3 separate regions of the Sus scrofa genome follow, and regions 2 and 3 are each linked to region 1. The links are chromatin contacts, called in public Hi-C and promoter capture Hi-C maps. All regions are on one chromosome and are shown on one strand. Each heading gives the region's core, a stretch centred on a gene start, on an enhancer-like site or on the middle of the called end of the contact. The rest is flanking DNA. Distances are from core to core; before and after follow the strand shown.

Region 1 (4,357 bases), core at 829-3,328:
CGGTCCGACGGCTGCAGCTGCAGCATCTGCCGGTGCTTCAGGAGCAGCGTCTTCCTGTCCAGGCTCCGTGTGCACAGCGACGCCGAGGCCGAGCAGGAGGCTGGGAGACCGGCAGCGCTGGGGGAGTACGAGGCGGCAGCCGCGGACGACGACGACGACGACGAGGAGGACGACGACGAGGACGAGGCGGCGGCTGCCGCGGACAGATTCCTCTTCAGCCGCCCTCTCCGCAGCAGCAGGGAGTTGGCACCGCCACCGGCCCCGGGCACCGGGGCAGCCCCGCTGGCGGTGGGCTGTGGCGCGCCCCGCCGCCTTCTGCGACCCGTGCCTCCCGCCCGGCTAGGCAGCGGCCCCGGCTGCGCCTCGCCGGGGGCCTCGTCCCGCGCACCGCCGCTCGGGGCCGCCAGGGTCAGCGCGGGCTCCGTGCTCCGGCCGCCCCCGGCCCCCGCCGCCGCCGCCGCCGCCGCCGCCGCCGCCGGAGCCTGGTCCTCCCTGCTGGTCTCTGGGAGTCGCTGCGCCGTAGCCGCGGCGGCGGGCTCCATTGCAGTGGGGCTTCGCGCTTCCCCCCCAGCTCCGGAGGCAGCGGGCGGAGAGCGAGGCGGGGAGGCGAAGGTGGGAGACGGCGGCGGAGCGGGGAGAAGTGAGAGTCCAATGGCGTTCGGCACGGCCGTTCCAGGGGATTATGTGGCAATTCGGAGCATTCCGTCGGTGTCTCGGTGTTCCATCCCGCGCGCGCGCCCGCCCGCTGGCCTCACCGCCACCGCCCCCCCCACCACCACACACACACACACACACACACACACACACACACACACACACACACGCCCTCACACACACACGCCCTCCCCGCCCCGGTCGCGGGCTCCCCAGCGTAGGCCCCGCCCGTTCCCCCACCTCACCCTGGATAACCAGCCTCGAAATGGGCTCATTGAATATTAATCACGTGCCGGGAGCGGGGAGGCGGGAGGCGGGCGGGGCGGGAGCTCCTCGGGGTCTTCATGAATATGCATCGCCTGCATGACGGCATTCCAGAGAGGATAGGGGAGAGCAGAGGACGGCGGCGAGGCGGGGCTTCAGGGTAAACAAACGTGACGCGTGCGTAGAGGGCGGGGCTGAGGGGCAGTTTCCCGGGAGGTTCCTGCGCGGGCCTTAGAGAAGGGGCGGTGCCAAGACAGGGGCGCGCAGTGCACCTTGGGAGTTGTGGTTCTGGCGCGCTGATGGATGTGCCCGAGGGGAACGTGGCGAACTACAAACCCCAGAGATCCTTAGAGTAAGTCCCTCCTTGCAAACAGCAGCTGGCGATGGACAGTGGGTATTGTGCCCTCTGCTGTTGAACTCGGTGGTCGGAATGGTCTTGTTCATAAACTTATATCTAACCCGCCTACTCTCACTCCCCAGAGACTTTGTTTTTTTCCTGCTAATTGAAAGAGGACTTTGAGGAACTCTGAACTGTACGAAGGTCCCAGGTCCTTTGTCTTCACCTCCACCACCCATTGTTAAATACACATCCACAGCACAAGATAATTGGCAGTCAAAGCCAACCCTATTTACCCCCCCAAGTATTCAAGGCCAGGGAAGATAGGCAGTGTCAGCAAATTCTAACTTGGACATGCTTTGAACGTGCCTGGTGGAAATCGTGCAACTCCGAGCCGATCCTACATCTGAGGAGAAAAAAGGCAAGGGGCTGGGATCTCACTTTTCCCCATTGATCTTAAGGTCTGAAGTAACTTCATGACAGAGAAAGTGATTAAAAGTATAGGAAACGTTGGAATGGAGACACGGTGGAATAGGAGATGGGCAGGTCCTGTGTGTTCTTAAAGTTTTCTTTTTTTCTTTCAGTATTCAGAAAAAAAAAAATATCTTCTACGGCTACAGTGTTTAGTTGTAAGCTGCATTCTCTGTCAGTTAAAACAATATTTTAAGTAACTAGGGTAGCTTATTTTTAAAAAGAATTTAGTAAACCGTTTAAATTGAATTACCATTTCTCCATACGGTTTTATAAACTGAGTTTACTACGCATGCGCCTTTTTCAACTGCATACTATCCGGAACCTGCCTTAATTTCATTAAAGTTACTAAATTTGGGGATGAGTTGGGGATAGGGGCGGGTGTTGAGGAAAAAGGAAGGGAAAGAAAGAGAGGGAAGGAGAAAGAGAGAGAAACTGGAAATTGTAGCTCAAAGAACAAACTAATAAGCGCAGGGAAAGTTGTACTTAGATAATCTACACAGTTTCAGTGAACAGGATGAAAAATAAGTATCGATTCTTGAAGTTCCTGAAAATGATTTTCTATGTTTTTATTTTGAATGAATTTCCATATTTTTCTATTCTATATTTCCTCTTGTCCTCATGAAACTAATAATTATTCCATTTCAATTCAATCAACAGCACAAAGTTACATTTTTTAAATTAGGGAGAATGCAAATAATTATAAACATATGCCAGGAATTCTATTACAGCAGTTGAATAAATCAGATACTGTCCTTGCCTTCATAGAGCTTACACATAAGGAAGAAAGACATTCAACAGTGAGAGGGATGTAGAGGAGGGAAAAATACCAGATTCCATACGAAGCAGCAAAAATAAAACAAGGGGAACTAACCTAGTCTGGGAAGTCCAACAATAGAGACTTCACTTTGGATAAAATTTTATGGAATGAGTGAAACTGATTGCTTGCTGAAGGATCAGTGTCTGAGAGACAGTAAAGAGGCAGAGAAAGAGGTAACATTAAAGATGAATTTCAACTGCACCAATGCATTCATTACCTTGAGTAGCACATAACCCAAACTATCCTAAAAATGAAAAAAAAAATGGTATTTAAATTTAGCCTTCCTTTTAAAAGGTTTAAAAAAACAAAGAGCACATTCAGTTTCAGTACTAAAACATGGACTATTTATATTTCTTTATATTGGTTAGTTCCTTAGTTGATTTCCAATAAACCTCTTTTTTTCTGTATTCAGAAATATATATTAACTCCCATATATTTGCTTTCTAGAGTTATATTTATTCAGCTAATGTAACAAACTCAAGGAAGTTTGTTCTAATTGTAAATACTGTAATCATTGGCACAATGTCCATTTGCATCCTCTCTAAGAAATTATAACACTGTACTCAATCTAACTCCACATTCTGTTGTTTAGCTTTACACAGTTGCCACAATGCTGCCCTTTTTGCCTCTAGGAATTTTGTTTACGCTTAAATTTATAACCAAAAAAAATCCCCCAAGGGGGAAAATGAAAGTAAAAACATTGCCTGGAGAATTTAGTATTCAACATATTAGAGGGGGAGGAGCTGGAGAGTCATCATGCACACCTGTTAGACTTGGTTTGAGGGATTACAAAATTGGCAGGAGGAAGGGAATAATGAATAATGTTAAGGTATCTCAACACGAAGAAAAAGGAAATATATTCCAGCCTCAGAAAATAATGAGTTTGGTTTGGGGGGAGTTTTTTGGTGAAGAGGAAGAATGCAGAATATAATTTTTAGAATATAATAAACTATTTCAGGCTCAGTGACACTCATCTGAAAAACATCATATTTGCTTGTATCTAAAATAACAAAAACCAGAGTTGAAGAAAGAGCAGAAGAACAAGCGTTCACAGTGTGATCCATCCTTCATTTTACCTCCAAACCTTCAATAAATTAACTAAACTTGGGGGTTAGAGGAAAGAGAGAAAGAAAGAAGAGTTCATAAAAAATAGACAGTCCAGGAGTTCCCACTGTGGTGTAATGGGATCACTATGACGCAGCTTCCATCCCCAACCCTACATAGTGGGTTAAGGATCTGGTGTTGCCACAGCTGTGGCTTTAGTCACAACTGCAGCTTGGATCTGACACCTGACTGGGGAATGGCATCTGCCAGGGGCAGCCAAAAAAGAAACAAATAAATGTCCAAAAAATAAAAATAAAAACAAATTTCAAAAAAAAAGGATAGACAGTCCCTTGGACACCAACTGGAACCTCGTAGTTGAAATAACAATGATAAGGGCAATGAAACTTGTTTGCTAGTATCATGAAACATCATCCAGACCATCCAAGCCAACCTACACTGTACAGTTTCTCTGAACAAGAAAAGGATTTCAGTTAGGGACAAATATTTTCCAGATAGTGGCTTCTCCTTCCTGAAAGCAGAGTGGAGAATAGGCCAATATCTTGAAACCAGGTAACTCACAAACAAGCCCCCCTCCCAATTTAAAATTTTCCAAATATACAATCTAATAACACATTTCTGACTAGCCACACTTTTCAAAGAATCATATCTTCAAATGCTAAAAGATAATCCCCCAAAGAAGCAACAGATGTAAAAGTTACAAACCCTGATGCCAACTTGTTAAAATATTTTCACAGCTAAGTATAGAA
Region 2 (4,357 bases), core at 517-3,016, 630 kb before region 1:
TTGGTTCATATCCAGCATCTAAAGTACCCTGGCATATGGTATTACTCAATAAATAACTCAATGAATTCTCTTTTCATCATTACATGTCTATTTCTCCCACTAAATTGTAAACTCCTAAATGGCAAGGACCATATCTTATTCATCTTCAAAGTTTCCTAATACCTAGTGGACTTTTGTTTAGTGGGTGTTCAGTAAAACTTTAGAGATTGAATTGAAAGGTAAATTGGAGTCTGGTTGTACCTTCAGGCAAAAGCAAGTCTAAAAGTCACTAAGGAACCAGAGAGTTATTTTAAGCAGCTCAGTTTAATAGTTTAACTTTCATTTAGTGTCTACAATGTGCTCACATTCTAAGGGCTGGAGTCCTTACATTATTTTACCAGTAACTGAAAGGGGACAGAGGAGTGAGAAGAAGCATTGGTAGATGCAGGCAGAGGGCTTTATCTTTGAACCTGGATGACAGAGATTTGGTGATATCCTTCTGAGAAGGCAAGACAGAGAAGGAAGTATGAGGTATAATTAATTTGGCTTTCAATGTGTTGAATTTGTCTTGTGGGGAAACTATACAGTTTTTGGAGATCTCTGGGAGTGAACTGTTAAATACTGGGCAGAACACACCCTGGCCTGGAGATTGACATTGGAAGCCATTTCTATCCTGTTGTTATCTGGAGCCCAGGAAACGGTAAGAGGAGCAGAGATTGAGTAGTATGAAAGAGGATGCCGCACTCTTGAGGAAATTCTACCCTTAGGAATTAAGAATGGTAGAAAGTGAAGAGGATAGAGAAAGGACACTAGGACACTATGCAGAAGAGATTTCAATAACCGGGTAGTGACAATACCAATAAAAAGCAGGAGGGGGGTTCCCTGGTGGCCTAGCAGTGAGGATTCAGCCTAGTCACTGCTGCAGCTCAGGTTCCTGCCACCAGGGAGGTCAAAAAAGGGGGTGGGGGAGGGAAGTACTTCATTTAGGAGACGCCAGGTGATTAGAAAGGATTAGGAAGCTAAACTAAGAAAGGATGAAGAAAAACAGGACTGTGGCTGCAAACAACAGAAAAAAGGGTCTTTAGTTCTGCCAATAATCCCCGACTTCTGTGATCACATATAAAGCACTTAACCTCTCAGGCCATTAACTTTCCTTGTAACAATAACTGGAATAAGTAATATCTGATAAGAGTTGGGTGCAGCAGCCTGCATCCCCATTGGACTACCATAATGCCTTTGAAGACAGCAGCCATACATAACTTTTACTAAAGTTCTCCGGGCCTCCTAGAGCCTTGACAATGACCGTTGGGGAAATGTTCGTTGGATAAACTGTAAAGCGTGAGCAGTAACAAGTTCCAACGCATACTCAGACCTTCCCGCTCGCTTATCCCTGTGCAATGCGCCTAACCATGCAGCGCCAGCATTCTTCACAACCCGGAGTTAGGCACTGTAATTCCCCCCATTTTACATAAGAGTAAGTGTTAAGGGGCCCAAAGTCCCCAACCAAGACTGGATCACTTTTTTCATACAGCATCCACAGCCCGACAGAGCGCGCTCCATGACCTGGAGTGAAAGGAGCCAGAGCTAATAACAGCATTAGACATCAGGAAAAGGAAGAACACCGAAGGATTCTCAGCCCCCAGAGAGCCCCTCAGCCCCAGGCCGGAGTCTCAGTGCGTCTGCGCGCTGGCTGACTTCCGCCAGGCCTCGGGTAGGCTTCAGGGACCTCTCTCCCGGTCTCGCGAGGCCTGGGACTGAGGCAAGACCCGGATGGCTCGGGACAGGGTGGTGCGCATGTTGATGACGAAAGCGGAAGTTCTAAGGCCGGAGGTGGGAGTTCAGGATTGCGGAAGTTTTGTAAGGAGGGTCGGGCGGCTTTGAGATCGCGGTGCTGTTTTCAAATAAGTTGCGGAAAGGAGGCCGCTGTTGGGGGTTTGAGAGCAGCCAGCCTACGCACGTTTAGGGGTAACTCCGGGCCTGACTCGGCGTTGCTGCTGTTGTCTTCTGCCTCCCTTCCTCTTCGGGGAATCGCCTTTCCGCCATGGCATCCACCTCGCCCAACCTCCAGGTATCACTTTTCTCCCTCCCCCTGGAGAGCCAAAGCCGAGGGGGGCGCGGGGCGTAGGGTGTGGGGTGAAGTTAGGGGGCAAGGAGGAGAGAGGAAGCGGCCGCGCCCCTCTGGCCTGACGGAGGAGGGCTGTGCCGGCGTCGGGCGGCAGGTGGGCAGGTCAGGCCCTTTCTGCCAGCTTCCGGGGTCTCCCAAGCCCAGTGATTTTGTGGGAGTCTTGATTTTCATTAAGTTTTTTTTTTTGTTTGGGGGGGGGGCGAAGTGGCTTTTTTTTTTTCCTTTGAAAGCCAGCCGAGTTTAAACTGAACTGGGCACAGATTTGAACGAGAGGCGCAGAAGCTCCAATCAGTGTAAGGGAGAAAGGAAAGATTGTAATGTATCCAAAGCACCGACTGCTCTGGATTAGTTGAAAGTAGGGTGGTCCGACTTCTCTCCTAGTTTCTCAAGTTTGTATAGGAAAACCTTTCTTTTCGAGAGCTGTCAGGTGAATAGAAACGTGCAAACAGGCTCGAATTTAGAGGAATCGGTGAATTCATTGAGTTCCGCATTCATGTGCACTCACAGCTCCCAAAATGTAGTATATAAGATCAGAGAATATTCTTAAACTCTTTTGTGACTTCACCTTCCCATCCCTACCATAGTGAGCTCCGTGTTTGGTAAATAAATCCTGTAATTTTAAGATTTTAGACTTGTTAGATCTCTGTGGAATGGGGTTCACTGAGATGAGAATTTTGTTGTTGTCGTTGTTGCTTTTTAGGGCCGCACGCGCGACATATAGACGTTCCCAGGCTAGGGGTGGAATCGGAGCTACAGCTGCGCGCCTATGCCACAGCAACACCGGATCCAAGCCGTGTTTGCGACCTACACCACAGCTCACCACAGCGCCGGATGCCCTACCCACTGAGCGAGGCAGGCATCGAACCCTGATTTTTGTGGATACTAGCTGGATTCGTTTCCGCTGAGCCAGCAGGAGAACTCCCAGATGAGAAATTTTTGAGACAGTCACCAAAAAGAGGGTTGGGGTGCTTGTTTGGGACTTTTATCTTGAAAATCGACCAAAAATATTATAAAAATGTTTTATGTCTTTTGAAGTGCCCATCTTGCCTTTATCCTTACTGGTTTGTGAACAGTTAACTGCATAGTTTCATTCCATCATCTTTTTAAAAAAAAAAAAAAACTTTTTCTTTTGAAGTATAGTTTATTTACAATGTCATATTAGTTTCAGGTGTTCGGCATAGTAATTCAGTATTTTTACAGATTACACTCCATTAAAAGTTATTATAAGATAATGGCTGTAATTTCCTGTGCTATATACAATATATCCTTGTTGCTCATCTATTTTATACATAATCCACCATCTTTTCATTTGTCAAGACTGCGTGTGATTTGGGCATTCTGCAATGCAATTTTCATCTCTTTACTCATTTTTTTTTTTTGCTAGATTTGCAGTTTCGTTCTATAATCAGTTGTATCATATTTGAATTGGACTGTAGATGTTCTTCAGCGAATCAGCTCAAGATAGACCCATGTTAAAGGCATAGTTGCTAGTGTTAAACAGGGAGCTATAATGAGTTATAATTTTATCAGTTGTTGGGTCACAAGTGGGCTTTCTCATTCAACCTTTTCAGCCTTCTAATGTAGGAAATTTGGATGAAGAATATTCAGATAATAACTTTCTCACCGACCAAGGCTTGTGTAACTCTTCAGGGATAAGTGAGAAATGTTCCACAGAGGAGGTGATGTGAGCTTAAAGTGAAAGGTACTGACACTAATTGTCTGCCCAGTGTTTGATGTGATCTCATTTAGTCCTCAAAACAACTCTTCATTGTGATTATTATTCCACTTTCACAATATAATACACCAAGGCTTATTAAGGTTATGATTTACATGAAGACATACAGTTAATTGGTGTTGAAGATAATTTCGAATCCAGGTCCGTCTGCTTATAAGTGTGTGGTTTTTTCACTATAAAGTCACACCTTCTTAGACAAGAAAGTAGAATGCATTCCAGGCAGAGAAAAACAGCAAATGCCTCAGTCTAGAAGTGTAATAAACCTTGAAAGGGTTGAGAGAAATTGCAATGAATGCAGTATGCCTACAATTCAAAGTTTACTCAGTCCTGAATATGTTTTGAGTGTCTACTATGCCATGCATTTTGCTAAGTGGAAATTTGGAGGAAGCAAAGGTTAGGCTGCCAGGGATGGGGGGAGGGCTTTGCAGCTGGAGAACCATGACTGTGCTAAGTCTTGGAGAAGCTGGAGTTTTACAGGGAGACGGGGATAGGGTATTTCAGGTGGAGAGCCCTCGATA
Region 3 (4,357 bases), core at 1,361-3,860, 580 kb before region 1:
CAGCCACATAGGCAAGCAATCAGTCCTGCCTACATAATGAAGCCCCCTAAAAACTCCAGATGCCAGAGGAACTTCCCTGGGGAGCTTCCCTGCTTGGCAACACTCCTTGGATACTGTGTGCCAGAATTCGACCTCTGTCTGCTGGTGCCAAATGGAAACGCAGAGACAGAGTTGTGGGTAAAGGATAAGAAAATAGCTTTATTGCTTTGCCAGGCAAAGGAGGGTCACAGCAGGGTAATGCCCTAAAGACTGTTTCTCCCCCCCCCCCCAAAAAAGAATCACAAGGAGTTTTATAGTAAAAAGGAGAAAAACAGGTTTTCAGATAGGAATCAGGATTGGGACAAACATGCATTCTTTTTTCTTTGGGGGAATCTTAGTCATCAGAGCTGGAGTCAAGGGATCTGGCTATGATCATGATGGTGGTCTTCTGGGTTACTGCCTAGAATAGCAGTTCTTACGGAAAGGGCATAGTGAACAGAGATTAGAAAAAACCAGGAAAGTTCCTGAAAAATATTATGCACTAAAAATAACCTTTAACCCACAGGCAATTATGCTCAGGATGCCTAATCTTTAGCTTAGGGGTGATTGTGTTTAGGGTGCAATTAAGTCAGGGAGAAGGACAAGGAAGGACTCTAAGCTGTTCAATTTTAAAATATACATTTCAAAAGGAAGCATAAGGACTATAACTTTTCTTTCAGGGGTATGAGACGCCTGCATCACTGTCATACCCCAGTGCTGGGAGAGTCACATCTGGAACTCTTCAGACTTTGCCCTATGCACTTCGTCCCTTGGCTGACACTCCTAAACCATAACCGTGGGTATAACCACCCTCAGTAAGCTGGGTGAGTCCTTCCAGCAATGATCAAATCTGAGGTTGGCTTGGGAGCCCCTCCCCCAACTTGCAATTGATGTCAAAAGACCTGGGGACAGCGCCCTTGAATCTTGCAATTTGGCTAATTCTGGGCAATATGTTAAGAAGAAAAACTCAGATCAGATTCAATTCTTTTGTTCCAAAGCTCCTTAGTATTTCTAAAAATAACTTCAAAAAGCAAAAACAGGAGTTTCTGCCATGGCTCAGTGGTTTCGAATCCGACTAGGAACCATGAGGTTTCGGGTTCGATCCCTGGCCTCGCTCAGTGGGTTAAGGATCAGGTGTTGCTGTGAGCTGTGGTGTAGGTCACCGATGCGGTTCAGACTCCACTTTGCTGTGGCTGTGGTGTAGGCTGGCAGCTACAGCTCTGATTCAACTCCTAGCCTGGGAACCTCCACATGCCACAGGTGCGGCCCTAAAAAGACAAAAGACAAAAAAATAAAAATAAATTAAAAATTAAAAATTAAAAAAAAGCAAAAACAAAGCAAGCAAGCAAAAGCCTACACAAATCAAAACAATAGTGAAATGTCACTTCACACCCTCTTGGGGGGAGGCTATAATTTAAAAAGACACATGATAACAAGTATTGGTGAAGACTTGGAGACACTGGAAACCTTATACATCATTGGTGGAAATTGTAAAATCGTGTAGTGGCTTTGAAAAAACAGTCTGACAGTTCTGATTAAACAGTTACTAGAAGATCCAGCAATTCCACCCCCAAGAGAAATGAAAAACTTGTACATGACTGTTCACAGCAGCATTATTCATAATAGCCAAAAAGTGGAAACAACTTAAATGTCCATCATTTAGGATAAATGAAATGTGTTATGTCCACACATGGAATGTAATTTAGTCATAAAAAACATGAAGTACTGATACATTGTACCGCATGAATGAACCTTCAAAATATTATGCTAAGTGAAAACAGCCAGACACAAAAGTCTACACATGCTATATTTGCACTTATAAGAAATATTCAGAAGAGGCAAATCTATAGAGAGAGAAGTATTAGTGATTACCTAGGGCTCGGTGTGGGTTAGAAGGAAATGCGGGAAACTGTTAAAGGGTACAGAATTTGTGGGGAGGGGGTAACTTAATGTTCTAAAATTGATGGTGGGGACAGTTGCACAACTCTGACGATACCAAAACCCATTTACTATGCACTTCAAAAAGGTGAATTGTATGGTATGCAAATTAGATCTCAATAAAGCTTTTTTTTTTTTTTTTTAACCTTGTCTTGGTAAAGAAGATGAACTCTGAGCACAACGAAACTGAATCCTCTAAGCGATTTTTAATGCTTTCTTGGTCCTCTGCTGTGACCATTTTCTAAATGCGCCAAGAAAATATGAAATGGAGCCGGAGGTTTCAGAGCTTGATCCCGGGCCGCCCTTGAGGCAACGAGATTTGGGGATCCCACGGCCGGTGTTTAGGAAACTCTGAGACACTCCCTCCGGCCCGGGGAGGGCGGCTCCCAGAGCGGCGGCGGAAGCCCAGGAGCCAAGCGGCCCGAACTCGTCGCCGGGTTTGGGAAGGTCTGGCGCTGGCTCTCCACGGTCCTAAGGAGCAACCTCGCTACCATACGAGAGCGTCACCAATAGGCGCCCCAGGTGCGCCACCCAGGGCCTGTCCAGAGCGCGCTGGGGGTAGGCCCATCTACCCCGGGGAGGGTGCGGGTGCCTGTACAGACACCGAGGAGGCTCGGGGCCCCCACACCCTCGGCGCGATAGGACAGCAGCCACAGCCTCTTTGCGAGTGGAAGCACCGCCCCGCGCGGTGGCGCCCTCCGCTAGCTCCGCCTCTTCCCCTCCGGCCGCCGCCCCGCCCCACGCCGCGGACCCAAACACCGGCTCCGGCTGCGCGCCGCCGCGCGTGATCGCCGGCGCGGCCGAGCCCCGCGCTCTTGCTAGTGCCGCCCGCCCCCGGCCCCGGCCCTGGCCCCGGCCCCGGCCCCGGTCCGGGCCCCGGCAGAGCGATGCTGCTGCTGGCTGCCGCCTTCCTCGTGGCGTTCGTGCTGCTGCTCTACATGGTGTCTCCGCTCATCAGCCCCAAGCCCCTCGCCCTGCCCGGAGCTCATGTGGTGGTGAGTGGCCTCCTGTTGCTGCGCCGCCGCCTCCCGGCCCGCTCGGCCACCCGGAACGCGCCGGACCGTGATTCAGGCCGGGGGCGGGGGGTGGGGGTGGGGAGAAGGCGACGTCCCTTTCTCCAAATGGAGGGACACCTGCCTCCGTCTGCCCCAGCACTGCCCCCTCGGAGGGCCTTGGGGACCCGCCCTCCGTCGCATCTGGCTCCTCCCGGGGCGGGAGAGCAGGTTAGCAGGGATAGAGCCGGCGAGCCGGGTCCCGGCGCTTCAGGGGCTCGGGAGACGCTCGTTAATCCCCGGAGCATCCCTGGGATCTGGATATTTTTGTCCTCGGGTTTCCCGATGAGTCAACTGAAGAACAGAGAGGTTGAGAAACTTTGCCAAGGACACCGCAGTCGGTGGCGGCTTCGGGCGAGGCGCGCTGTCTGGGCCGGGTTGCGAGGAGGCGGGCGGCAGGGAAGGGGGCCCCATCATCCAGGACTCACCGAGGCAGCTCGCACCTGGAAGATGGCCTGCGCGAGTGACAGTTGCCAAAGGAATCCAGGAAATGACTCACTTAGGGGGGAAATTGTTCCAAACCCGGTGGGCTGGCAGTGTTGGCTACCTGTGTTGGACGCTTTCTGTCCCTTCTACACTGCTTGTCTCTTTTGAGCTCAGCCCGGCCGTCGTTTCAGAGTCAGTGGGATGAACTGAAGTACTTGACTGATGCTTTAGAAATGAAGGGGATGTGGGTAGGTTTGGTTTGTTGCTTAACGGACGCTCGTGTCTTCAAAGATTCCTTTTCTGCCGCTGGGGTCCCTTCAACAGGAAGAATCCTTCTTACCTGAGCCCAGCATGTCACCATTAGTAGTGGGTTTATTGTCCGTTTTCTCATTTGTTTTTCACAAGCCCGAGGCACAGTGAAGCGGGAGGTTATGAATAAGGAAAGTTAGCTACTAAGCTGGTAGCGCAAATCCTTCTGGTGTCTCACTGAGATCTGAGCCTCCCCACTCAGTGAGATGTGACGGGGTGGGTTGGTCACTGCTTTTAGTGTGGTCTGAATCAGGCCAAGATTTTGTGAATGGCAGCATGTATTTTCTTTAACTTCTCTCTTGTAAAACTATTAGTGTATTTCCAACTCCTGCCATTGCTGATGTGGAAGATGAGGCAGTGGGTGTAAATTCATTAGAGATGCAGAGAGGAACACATTTTTACAATCATGCTACCTTCTGAAAGTGTTACATCTGCAAGAGAACTTCTGCCTCAAAAGCATGGCTTTCAAAGTTGGATTCTTTCCAAAGTTATGTTTGTAGAGCATCACTTGGAAATGGTCAAGTCGAAGCAGTAATGAAAATTTTCATTCAGTGTTTGTAAGGGACTTTCACTTCATGTTGACTATGGTCCTCCCCACCTGATCATGCAGAAGC

Evidence for each region. Promoter capture Hi-C pulls out the DNA fragments that hold promoters and counts their contacts. Hi-C and Micro-C count contacts between places; a contact is called where the count stands out from the background.
Region 2: a Hi-C map of skeletal muscle shows a contact between it and region 1, with 6 times the contacts expected there. The contact joins the promoter of VPS4B here to the promoter of PHLPP1 in region 1. A contact is called at or near these places in 2 of 5 promoter capture datasets (fetal skeletal muscle and liver), 4 of 47 Hi-C or Micro-C datasets (heart right ventricle, liver, mesenteric adipose tissue and 1 more) and 1 of 2 datasets of contacts at active chromatin or transcription factors (alveolar macrophages).
Region 3: a promoter capture Hi-C map of liver shows a contact between it and region 1, with 5 times the contacts expected there. The contact joins the promoter of KDSR here to the promoter of PHLPP1 in region 1. A contact is called at or near these places in 2 of 5 promoter capture datasets (fetal liver and liver) and 2 of 47 Hi-C or Micro-C datasets (embryonic fibroblasts and skeletal muscle).

The regions. Positions count from the first base shown.
Region 1 is chr1:158,861,565-158,865,921 of Sscrofa11.1, forward strand. PHLPP1 (PH domain leucine-rich repeat-containing protein phosphatase 1) reads right to left here and starts at 2,079. Exons shown (of 17, transcript XM_021099624.1): 1 at 1-2,079. The coding sequence starts at 542.
Region 2 is chr1:158,231,273-158,235,629 of Sscrofa11.1, forward strand. It overlaps VPS4B (vacuolar protein sorting-associated protein 4B), which reads left to right and starts at 1,767. Exons shown (of 11, transcript XM_003121699.5): 1 at 1,767-2,047. The coding sequence starts at 2,021.
Region 3 is chr1:158,285,934-158,290,290 of Sscrofa11.1, forward strand. It overlaps KDSR (3-ketodihydrosphingosine reductase), which reads left to right and starts at 2,611. Exons shown (of 10, transcript XM_001925913.6): 1 at 2,611-2,951. The coding sequence starts at 2,844.